Linked DNA regions of Mus musculus: regions 1, 2 and 3 are each linked to region 4. The links are chromatin contacts, called in public Hi-C and promoter capture Hi-C maps. All regions are on one chromosome and are shown on one strand. Each heading gives the region's core, a stretch centred on a gene start, on an enhancer-like site or on the middle of the called end of the contact. The rest is flanking DNA. Distances are from core to core; before and after follow the strand shown. Region 1 holds the start of Rbl2 (RB transcriptional corepressor like 2). Region 2 holds the start of Aktip (thymoma viral proto-oncogene 1 interacting protein). Region 3 has its middle 12 kb from the start of Gm35797. Region 4 has its middle 22 kb from the start of Gm19935.

The links. Promoter capture Hi-C pulls out the DNA fragments that hold promoters and counts their contacts. A called contact is a pair of places that touch in the nucleus more often than the background predicts.
Region 1: a promoter capture Hi-C map of pre-B cells shows a contact between it and region 4. The contact joins the promoter of Rbl2 here to the enhancer-like site in region 4. A contact is called at or near these places in 12 of 39 promoter capture datasets (the 3T3-L1 cell line, 3T3-L1-derived adipocytes, the C10 cell line and 7 more), 5 of 484 Hi-C or Micro-C datasets (CD4 T cells, CD8 T cells, embryonic stem cells and 1 more), 10 of 115 datasets of contacts at active chromatin or transcription factors (the 230-238 cell line, CD4 single positive thymocytes, effector CD8 T cells and 4 more) and 1 of 9 other capture datasets (embryonic stem cells).
Region 2: a promoter capture Hi-C map of pre-B cells shows a contact between it and region 4, with 5 times the contacts expected there. The contact joins the promoter of Aktip here to the enhancer-like site in region 4. A contact is called at or near these places in 8 of 39 promoter capture datasets (the C10 cell line, embryonic stem cells, liver and 2 more), 3 of 15 datasets of contacts at CTCF or cohesin (embryonic stem cells, large pre-B cells and pro-B cells), 9 of 484 Hi-C or Micro-C datasets (CD4 T cells, CD8 T cells, the N1E-115 cell line and 2 more), 6 of 115 datasets of contacts at active chromatin or transcription factors (bone marrow-derived macrophages, effector CD8 T cells, embryonic stem cells and 2 more) and 1 of 9 other capture datasets (pancreatic islet).
Region 3: a contact with region 4 is called in a Hi-C map of cortical neurons, with 4 times the contacts expected there. The contact joins two enhancer-like sites. A contact is called at or near these places in 2 of 484 Hi-C or Micro-C datasets (cortical neurons and embryonic stem cells) and 1 of 115 datasets of contacts at active chromatin or transcription factors (embryonic stem cells).

Annotation. Positions count from the first base shown.
Region 1 is chr8:91,068,683-91,071,382 of GRCm38.p6, reverse strand. Rbl2 (RB transcriptional corepressor like 2) reads right to left here and starts at 1,326. Exons shown (of 22, transcript NM_011250.4): 1 at 977-1,326. The coding sequence starts at 1,207.
Region 2 is chr8:91,132,727-91,135,426 of GRCm38.p6, reverse strand. Aktip (thymoma viral proto-oncogene 1 interacting protein) reads left to right here and starts at 1,400. Exons shown (of 10, transcript NM_001302266.1): 1 at 1,400-1,527.
Region 3 is chr8:90,501,702-90,504,401 of GRCm38.p6, reverse strand. No RefSeq gene overlaps it. Among named protein-coding and RNA genes, the nearest start is that of Gm35797, 12 kb to the right of the region's middle. Within about 2 kb of position 1,276, at least 18 of the 459 cell types and tissues checked have an H3K27ac peak or open chromatin away from gene starts, as enhancers often do. A contact at or near this core is called in cortical neurons, where this site is marked.
Region 4 is chr8:90,794,236-90,796,935 of GRCm38.p6, reverse strand. No RefSeq gene overlaps it. Among named protein-coding and RNA genes, the nearest start is that of Gm19935, 22 kb to the left of the region's middle. Within about 2 kb of position 1,390, at least 177 of the 459 cell types and tissues checked have an H3K27ac peak or open chromatin away from gene starts, as enhancers often do. A contact at or near this core is called in the 230-238 cell line, CD4 single positive thymocytes, CD8 T cells and 11 more, where this site is marked.

The DNA of each region.
Region 1 (2,700 bases), core at 77-2,576, 270 kb before region 4:
TCATATGACTTAGTCTGTGATTTGAAGTCTCTGCTATGTTATAATACTCATTCTTGCTAATTTACAGCGTCATCTCTAAGGTGAAGTAAGAATTCGTTTGGGAGTATTTGTGTCCTTCAAACCAGAAGTTCTCCTCTTTGCCTGGCTATCGGAAACACTGGGTAAGGAAGGCGGCTACGGTCTCTTCAGCCAGACTGCTTCAGTCTAGGAAATTTTCTGCACACATACACACATTGCTTTAGTTAAGCTTTAGGTAAGCACTTTGAAGTGGGCACAAGTAACAAAACTGCTCACACAACATAACTGAGTTTCACTGTGGTTAAAAACTTGTCCAGAGTCACTCAGACACAGGTCTAAAGCTGCCATGTTTCTTTTTTTTGTGAGTGTAACAAATGGAGAGAGGGGAATTCGATGTGTGTCGATTTTTAAAAAAATAGAAATAAACCGACTCAGAAGAATGGCACAAGTACATCCATATCATAGTTAAATAACACCTTGCTTAGCCTTCGGGTCGGGGGCCTCTTTGCTCTGCTACTTCGATAAGCTTCCATATATAAAATCAAAGGGTCATACGCACAGGCAGCTGAAAAACAATCCGGACTTCCGTGTCACTTCCCATTGGCCCATACAGGGGAGGTGCCTGCAGAGTTGACAGGCACTAGCCCGAATAGCCATTTTCGTCAACTGCAAAGCCCCGTCCCAAGAACGGAACATAACAAGCCTACACCTGGATGACAGCCAAAAAGAGTGCCCAAGTTCAGCAACAAATGTTGTGTGTCTACACCCGCTTTTCATCTGCCCGGGGGGTGGGGGACAATAAATCCTAAGCCATTCTCACACGTAAGCAAGCCTGAAACTTAATGAGTTTCCTCTGACGGCCGCAAAGCCAGGGGGAGGCAATGGTGCGGGGCAAACGACCAAGTGATCCTAGGGCCACCCCGAGTCCCCGATCTCCACGGAGGATCTGAGCACGCACCTCCAGCGTGTAGCTCTCGCTCATGCTGCGGTAGCTGCTCCAGGCCTCGGCGCGCGCCGCCTCGTCCATGTTGAGGCGGCTGCACAGCTCCTCGAACCGCTGCTGGATCTGATGGCTCGGGGACCCCGCGGGCTGCGCGCGATCCGCGGCGTCGCCATCCTCCTCCTCTTCCTCCGAGCTGGCTGCAGCAGCTGGAGGAGGCGGTGGCGACTGGTTGCCTCCAGATGCCATGGCGCACCCCGAGGCCGCGGCTCTTCAGATGCGCTCAGGGCCCGGGCCCGCAGCCATTCAAACCGCGAAGCGCCGGCCCGTCAGCAGCCTGTCCTGCTACTGTGCCGCCCCCAAAGTTCCTCAGTCCCATGCGGGCACCCGTAGGTCTGAGCACGGCCTGCTGGGAAATGTAGTCTCGGCCGGGATCTCAGGGAGACCAAAAGTCATGGAAGAAGAAAGCAAAAAACGAGCTGTGCATCATTTAGGGGTGAATGGACACGTCCTCTACCGTTTTAAAAAGCATCTCTCAATAGTGAGACCATTCAGAAGGCTCGTTTGAAGAGAAAAAGACCAAGAAATATCGACAGGATTTAGTATATAAGCCCTTTACACACATCCTCACCTAGAGGTCCTCAGATAGTAAAGCTAAAAGGTCCAAAGTAAAGATAATAGTTTGCCTGCCCTTTCTAGTCTCTGTTGCTGAGATAAACACGGACTGTAACCAACTCGGAGAGGAAAGGGCTTATTTCATTTTAGTCTTTACAGTTCATCATTGACGGAGGTTAAAGCAGGACGCTGCTTACTGACTTAGCTCCCCGTTGCTTTATCAGCTACTTTCTTAATACAACGCCACCCCCGCGGCCGCCACCTCCCTAGGCAAGACCCACAGGTCAATCCAACAGAGAGGATTCCTCAAGTGACACTCCTATGTCAACGCTATCAATGGCAAAGGTATATTGAGCTAAGAATTGATCTCACTTCACCAAACAAAAACAAAATAAAAAACCCTCAACCCTCAACCCTCAATCACACAAATAATCATGAATGTGTTTTCAAGAATAACTTAAAATGTATATTAGCTATCACATAACTGCTCCTAGATACGGCTAAAGTTTCTTACAGATAAAAGGAAGAGCGTAGAGCAGGGACATCTGAGTGAGTCCAGAGTGGACATGACCCTGAGCCACCTGAGGGAGGAGAGTGCGGGGAGGGGGCGCGGGAGGTGAAGGGAGAGAGGGGAGAGAGGGGAACCAGGTGCAGCAGCTAGAAGGCCCAAAGGTACACCGAGCTAGAAACTAAAATGTCTGGATTATATAGGAAAGCACAGCCCACCCCTTGAGCTGGAGAGTTTTGGGTAGGGGGCTGGCTATGGTAACAGGTAGAGGTTGAGGGCTACCAGGAGAACAGAGCAGCCAGGTCCTCTTTGATATGTTAAATAGGCACCTCAGCCTTTTGTCCCCGGGCTTGAAACTTTCCTATATTTATGATTTGAGGTGTTAAAGCTACCGAATCTCTAACTAAGCTTAGATATGAAGGGAATTTCAAAGAATTTGCTCACGGAAAAGAAACTTTTAAGGCACATTGCATGGGCTTAAGTGGTGAAGAGAATCTAGTGGAGATAAACACATTGATTGAAAAGGGCTGGGGAGATTCTCAGTGGCAAAAAAAAAATCCCTCACCTGAGATCAACCTGTATAACTCACATGTGTTGCGGGAGCAGGTGTTAAAAGCCA
Region 2 (2,700 bases), core at 151-2,650, 340 kb before region 4:
AGACATCTGGGAGAGTGAACATCCCCAGACTGAGCTGCGCCACCTGAGGAGATGTGGAAACAGAGAGCTAGAAGGGGAGCTGCCAACCAAGAGAGGCAGCTTGGTCTAAGAGACTGGCTAAGAGAGTAAGGGGTAAACTGAAAGGAGCAGGTAACCAAAATGGCTGAGTTACATGGGGAAGGGCTTCTAGGGAGAAAGGCAGCATGTTTCCCGGGCGGGGAAAAATTAGAGTAGGGGCCAGACATATCTTGTAACAAGTAGGGACTAAGGGATGCAGGCCACAGTAGAAACAGAGACTGTAGGCTGCAAGTCTGGCCATTTAAGATTTACACAGCCAAATATTGCCAGATTTCTTCCTTCCTTCCTTCCTTCCTTCCTTCCTTCCTTCCTTCCTTCCTTCCTTCCTTCTTTTTTTTTTTTTTTGGGGGGGGGGGTTCAAGACAGGGTTTTTCTGTGTAGCCCTGGCTGTCCTGGAACTCTGTAGACCAGGCTGGCCTAGAACTCGGAAATCTGCCTACCACTGCCTACCAAGTGCTGGGATTAAAGGCGTGCGCGCCACCACTGCCCGGCGCCAGAATTATTTCTTAAGTACATCAGTGTTGTTCGATAATAGTCGTTACAGAGGGTCATCTTGGCCACTGGGCAGAATTATGCTTTTCTCCAGAGAAACGGGGCTTTATGTCAGGCCAGAACTTCAGGATGCTTGTATCCGTTAGAGACACGTTCTTTGATACGCTAATGTGTTTAATGGCTGGTTGTAAATCAGGGTTGTCTTTTTTTTGGTTATGGGAATGGAACCTAATGCACATCAATCCCCGGGAAGAAACATTTACAGAATTCTTTCTAACAAGCCTGATAACTTTGGATTTATTGTAAAGGTAGCACTACCTCAGCTAAATTCTACTCTGTGTCACTTATTGTCTCCTAAGCAAGTTGATTAATAAATCCCATCACTCCCACCAGGGAGCTGCAGACCTCCCTCTCCAGCCAGTGGCTCAGAGTCCAGGCCTGGATACCGGCTGACGCTTGGCGGAGCCAAGAGCTAGCAGCAATCACTGCCGGAGACTGGCTATAGTGGCTGCCGCATAAACCTCTGGGTGGGTATCCATGGTGACTGACACACGCCACGTCCAATGGCGGCCTGGTGCCTGTTTGTTTCTCGTCCCAGCCTCCCCAGGGATTGAAGCTTCTTTGACTGACAGCTCGTCCCTGGGCGCTGTTACGTAAGGGGGAGGTACGAGCGCGGCCCCACCCGAGCGGCGCTAACTTGATTGGCAGGACGGAGCTCCAAGCCCCAACACCTCCCGGAAGTACGTTTTTGATGGACGGCGAGAGAGAGCCATTCGGCATGGGTATCCGAGCGGAAGCGCCCAGTCTAGGGCGTGTCCAGGGCGTGTCCCGCTGAGGGCAGGGCGGGGCGGGGCTCTGCGGGAGAGGAGCGGCAGGGGCCGGGCTGCAGGACAGCCGGAGATGCTGTTGGCCCGCGGTGGCGCTCGGCCCCCAGCGCTCCGCACCGAGGGCATCCAGGTAAGCGTCTCACCTCTGGGCTGGTGGCTACCGAGTCGTCAGGACAGAGGGTTTGTGTCCGCGGCCCGGCGTTCGGTTCCCTGGGGTGCGCTAGGGACCGGGGCGACGGCGGCCGCGCGGGGACACGGGGGCGGGGCCGCACCTGTGCGCTGCAGGCACCTGCTGCACCCGAGGAAGAGGGCGGCAGGGTTGGTGGCGCTCTGCTCCGCTTGGTCTGCCCCTCCTGCGCTGGGTCCCGTCTGTCTGGCGAGGGGCTGACATGAAGCCCCAGGCTCTCGGCCTCGGCTGCAGACTAGCGGGCCCAGCCAGCCTCCAACTCGCTTCCAGGCTAGGGCCGGGCACCAGCCTTACATCACCTCGGGACAGGTTTGTCCAGATTCTCTACGTGCTCCGAAATGGGATTGTGCCCCGGGCCAGGGTGCCCGGCCCAGCTAGCTGCCCAGCCAGCCGGGCTGTCGGAGGCCCGGGCTGTTTACTTTTCCTCGGTCCTGTCTGGTGGCCTCTTAATGTGGAATTTCGTAAACCCTTTTTGGGGTGATAACATTAGTTAGCTCTGTGTCACAGAAGAACGATGGTAGCTAGGTCTCATTGGCCCTCTGCGGTATACTCACTGTCGCATAGGTGAAGATGCAGACTTCGCTCAGCTGTGTAAATGCATGCAATCATTTTTTTTTTTTAAGAGTCAGAGGAGCAGGAAGTCTGGTGGTATTTTCTGCGAATAAGGATGGAACCTGTTTTCCTTACATCTGTCATTACTATTGGACGATGTCATGCTATGCTTATGGTAGATTGCTCATCTAGCAAACTGTAGTTTCTGAAAAGTTGGCTACGGTTCCTTGTGCTTATGTTGCTATTGGAACCACTGAGTTAAAAATATGGCTGCGCTGGACGGTACATGGTACCTTTTGGAGGAACTGAGGGCCATGTACTGAATTTTTAAAGGCAGAAGACATGAAAGGTGCCCAGTGCCAGTACATTTACAAATAGGAAATGCCACGCCTCTCAAGAGGTGAAGAAAAACCTTGAGAAAACATGTGTGTCTAGGCAGTGGGTTACTAGTCCTTAAGGAAAATATATAGTTTTCATTTGAGCCAAACAGGAACATAACCCTCCTTGAATTTTTGATGCACTATGGTGTCAGCCACCTTTAAAAGCAGGTTTGCAAAGCCCTAC
Region 3 (2,700 bases), core at 27-2,526, 290 kb after region 4:
CCTCAGACCTTCATGCTATTCTTGCAGGTCCCTGGCTCATCTTTAAGAACCTCTTTTGGGTGAGGACTTCCTTTTTTATTGGATATTTTATTTATTTACATTCCAAATGTTATCCCCTTTCCCTGTTTTCCCTTCAGAAACCCCCTATCCCATTCTCCCTCTCCCTGCTTCTATGAGGATTCTCACCCATCTCCCCACCCACTCCTGTCTCCTCCCTGGCATTCTCCAAAGGGCATCGACCTTTCACAGGACCAAGGGCCGCTCCTCCCGTTGATGTCTGACAAAGTCATCCTCTGCTACATATGTGGCTGGAGCCATGTGGACTCTTTGGTTGGTGGTTTAGTCCCTGGAAGCTCTAGGGGGTGAAGACTCCCTAATTCCACTGGTGATGAGGAGTGTAAGAGAGAGGCCCTAGTTGTTCTGTGTCCCATTCTTTACTGAAAATCCCTGATGTGGATTTCTTTGTAGCTAGATTCTAGAAAGAGTTTCTATCAGCTTCTAAACTATAAGCAATCTGTTTTCTGTCTAAATGTCAAAATTGTAACCTCTGACAGTGAGATTAAAAAGGAAAGAAAAAGAAACATTATTTCTTTAGCCTGGAAAAGCACACTGCTTAGGAAGAGTACAGATCCTGTGCTGTTCACACGTTCCTATAAATTCATATAAAACTTTATCTTGCAGGTGTCATGTGATATCCTGTTCCCTAAGATGCCAATGTCTGATTGGCTTATGTACACCTAAGCAACTTCAGTCTGAACTTGCCTGTGATAAACTTCTCTTGTAATAAGAAGATAGACTTACATACCTAGAGTACCCTATATAGGCATGTAATTTTACCAAGAGTGAGTGGGGTTTTGGGTGTAGGGAGGTGGTGTGGAGGGGTACATCGTGTAAAACCCACATTTACTGGGAAAACAGGAGTATCTTAGGTTGTTTTAAGATCAAACGTTCTAGCTGTGCATCTGGAGGAGAGCTGCTTTGGGAAAGGTTATTTTGGGAAAAGAGGCAGCATGAGTCAGCTGATCTGGAATTTCTGCATTCAGGAGATGGAGGGGGAGAGAAGAAGGGAGGGAAGGGGAGAAGAAGGGAGAGAGGAAGGGAAGGAGGGAGGGAGGGAAGGAGGGAGAGAGAGAGAGAGAGAGAGAGAGAGAGAGAGAGAGAGAGAGAGAGAGAGAGAGAGAGAGAGAGAGAGAGAGATCTCCTTGGCATGGGACTATTTCTGCAAGATGACTGAAGCCCCAGCAGAGGGAAGTCCACACACCGGGAACAGACTGAACCTATGTTTGATGCTGGATCCTGCTGGTGCTGCTGGGCCAGGTGGTATTATTCATTTAGTGCTGTTTTGCACTTTGCAGGAAAAGCACAGCAGGCTTATAACACTTGAGTTTTTAAACATTCAGAAGGCTGTGATGCTATAAATGAGCTTCCCATGTCAGAGATTAAATCAACCAAGATTCCTGCCATGCCAACTTTATTTCTGAAACAACGTGTTTGTAACAGAAATCAAAATACATGCTACTCCTTTCATTCTGACAGGCTAACACAAGCCTTGAGAAGCACACTGCTTAGATACTGAGAGGACATGGAACAGGAGTAGCCCTCTGTGTGGCTTGTTTGCTGGAGAGGCTGCGGACATCCCTGACTTTATCTGGAAGGTTTTCACCTGGACTTGGGCACCAGGTCTTTCTGAGCTACGTATGACTGGGCCTGCATTGGATCCTAGCTCTTGTGCTTTGGAGTATATGTCTTTAAGATGAGTGGTCACAGGTTAACAAACGGTTATGTAGTCGAACATCTATTCCTCCTCTTTTCAGTAAGAGCACCCAAGCTTTCCACCCACTTCTAGTGTGTCAGTCTCCATAGGTCTATGTGAGTAACTGGGTCCGCTGATACTGGAGGTGAGAACAGGCCCAGCCAATCAGAGTCTGTTTCTTTCCTTTGCTATGATACTTGGTTTCAGGTGAGCCAGGCCAGGAAGGGCAAGAACTCTATTTTGGACATTGCTGCATCTATTGGGAAAGAGGAAATCTTGTTTCTTTTTGCTCTAAGCTGATGAGCTTCATGGTTGGCCACCGACTATCTGAGATGGAAGCCAATCACAACAAAGCAGAAAGGAGATACGGAGACATTGTGGGAGCACCTGGTAGAACACTCCTGGGCCTGTTTCCATGGACACGTTTCCTTCTTCCTCGTCTAGAGTAAGCTCTCAGTGTGCCATTTAAAACTGAAGTTGCCCTGCCTCTCTCACACCATCCAGGTGCTTCATTCAGGCAAACTGCTCGGTGACAAAATGTGTTGATGAGTTTATCAACTGGTACTTAGGCTAGTCTTGCTCTAACTTACTGAGACTGACCAGTAAGGCAGCCCAGAACTGAGTAGGACCTAGAGTGAAGCATAGCTATTCAGGACAGACCATTCCCCGGAAAAGTTCTGTGTGGATGCCACAAGTAAGCACCAAGAGTTTCAGCAGCTGGCACCCATGCTGTCTTGGTGGAAGAAGATTTAGAACTCTGTCTCTCAGAAGACACAGTCTCCAAATGGGTGCCCTTATCCTTGGAGGGGTGCCAGCAAGGACTTAGGAGGACCGTTCCCTTTTCTCCTAGAGAGAATCTACATGACCTTCCACACAAAGTTGTCCATGTTAGTCTGAGAGGGCCACAGAATCACTGATACTCGACTACAGCCCCCTGGATGTTCCAG
Region 4 (2,700 bases), core at 141-2,640:
GGGAAAGACTGGCTAGATGGTTTCTATTGATTCCTCTTTGCCTTTCTGGCTCTTTGACTTTGCTGCTCAGGGACTCCAAGAACTTTCTCTTCTTCAGTTACTCACAGTACTTTATTTCCTTCCTGTCTTTTTTAGTTTTAGACAGTCTTCCTCCGTACAGCAGGCTAGCCTGGAACTTACTCTCCTTCTGTTGTCACTTCCAAAGTGCTGAGATGAAGCCCACTGTCCTTTCTGTCTCAAAGCCCTTTTGTGTTAAGGTCTGTGACTTACAGGGAGAAATATTTCCTGTGGTTCATGGATGAGACAACAGGACAGTGGGTTTCCTTTCTTCAGACCTGAACAGTTTTACTGTCATGTCCCAGGTGAATGTGGTTTCTAGGTTCCAGTTGTTTTGTTTTGTTTGTTTTTTTAACTTTCAGAAAAAGTTTACTTTGTCAAGGTCAGAAAAGCAGGTCAGAAATGGAATCTTCTGCCAAGCTTGGTGTTCTGTAATCCTACCACTTGGAAAGACTTAAGGCAGGAGGATTATAAACTTGAGGCCAGGAAGGCAAGAGAAACATACAAACTCCCCAGAGACACAAACTCTTTAAGTCAAGAGGAACATTGTGGTTTTTGTGCCTCCTGTGTGGTCAGCTCTGAGAATGAACTGGCTAAATCCTTGTTGGATTTTCAACTGGCAGAAGTAAGGCAGGGTCCTACCCAGAGACCAGAGGACGAGCTCCAGTCTAACTTCTCGAAGGAGAAAAGCTTAAATCTGTGCCTGATAATTACGAAGGGCTGAAAATGTGTGTATCCATGTGAGGATGCGTGTGTTTTTGAAACAAGGTCTCTAGCTCAAGCTTCCTTATATATCCAAGGATGAACTTGAGCTAGGTTTCCCTGCCTCCATCTCTCCTAAGCACGGTATTCCAGGCACCTGCCGTCACGCCTGGATTATTTACTGCACAAATGAGTACAGTGACCTGGCTCTTGTAGCCCATTATCCTGAATTTGTTCATAACCACCCTGGTACTTTTCTTATTTTCCACCCCTGAAATCTGCTCCTCTGTTCCCTGCCCCAGGAACTGACTCCAACACCCATCTGTTTATTCAAACAAGAATCTAAAAACATCCCTGACGCATCCCTCTCCTCTCTGAGCTGGCTGCTGTGTGCAAGCCAACAGGAAGCCAACACTCTCTACAATGTGACTCTTCTTTTTCTGCTACAGTCAGAGCGGCCATGACACCATCACCTCGCACCAGAATTGCGTTACTAATGGCTTTGACCTGCTCTCCTCTGATGCTATGGTCCAGTTTCAAACCCTCTTCCACCTGCCGGTAGTGGGGCTTTTTCAAAACAGAGATCTAATCTTGATCAAAGTACAACAAAACAGAAAACAGGCTCACTGCTCTTTGGCACCACCTAGGGGACAGAATGGAACAGAGGCAAGGGATGGTGGGGGTGGGGTGCGGTGGGGAGAAGGAAGTGTGGGCGGGGCTGGCCCTGCTTCCTCCAGGGGCAGGGTAAAAAGAGTGAAAGGCTGTAGGGTTTTTAGTTTCTTCCGGGCTGGACATATTTGTATACACAGCTCCCTGTCCTCCACGCAGGTCTTTGATGGCTGGGGTCTGAGGGTTTCCAGCACCCTGGGCGCTGTTTCAAAACTTCAACTATCTGGTGGAGAGTCAGGCAGGAGAATTTACCTTCTTGGAGGTAACATCTGCCTGCAGGTTTAGAGCAGATTTAGGAGCACAGAACAGTCACTAGAGGGAGGAAAAGGCAAGCGAACAATTCAGGCTTTCTTAGGTCTCCAGGAGGCTTCTCCTGGAGCCACACACTGGAATCACCCAGGGAGACCTTAAAAACCAGAGATGCTCATCCTAGCCCTAATGATCTTGCTGGCTGAGGTTTTGACTAGATGGTCCCAAGGGGCAGCCAGGGTTTACAACCGGAAGCAAAGAAGGAAGGAGAAAGGAAGAAGAGTGAGGAAGGGAAGACAGGAAGAAGGAGGGGGCTAGGAAGGGAGAGAGGAAAGGGAGAATGAACGGTTCATCTTAATAAAGACAAAGATTCACACGAAGACCACCGTGTAGTCCTCCCGTCTGTATTCCCACCATCCCAGGCTCCAGTGTTTGACATTCCAGCCACACAGCTCTATGTTCCCTTCTTCAAGCTCATCCTACTCTCCCTGGACACAGAAGTTTTGACTTGCTAACTCCCTGGCTTTTTGCCATCATAGCTCTGGTCCCTCACCCTTCATATTTTCACTCTCACTTTCCCAGGATGCCTTTCAGGACGCTCTAGGGCATCCCCTGTATCCTCTGCAGCACCATCAACTGCACTGAACATTTGACTAGAACTTTTACTCTTAGTCGTTCTAGCTAGGGCTTCATGAACATAAAAGCTACATTTTAACTTATTATTTATATATAATATGTTAATATAATAACATGTAATAAGTTTATAAAATATACTTAAAATGGAACACGCACACACACACACACACACACACACTTAAAATAGAACACACACACACACACACACACACACACACACACACACACACACACACACACACACACACACACACACACATACACACACACTAGGTTTTCCTTCTAAAGTCCAAGCTAGCCTAGAACTAGCTATATAGACCAAACTGGCCTTGAACTTGTGATTCTCCTGAAGAGGGCCTAGCTTGTGGGATTGGCATCTGGTACATG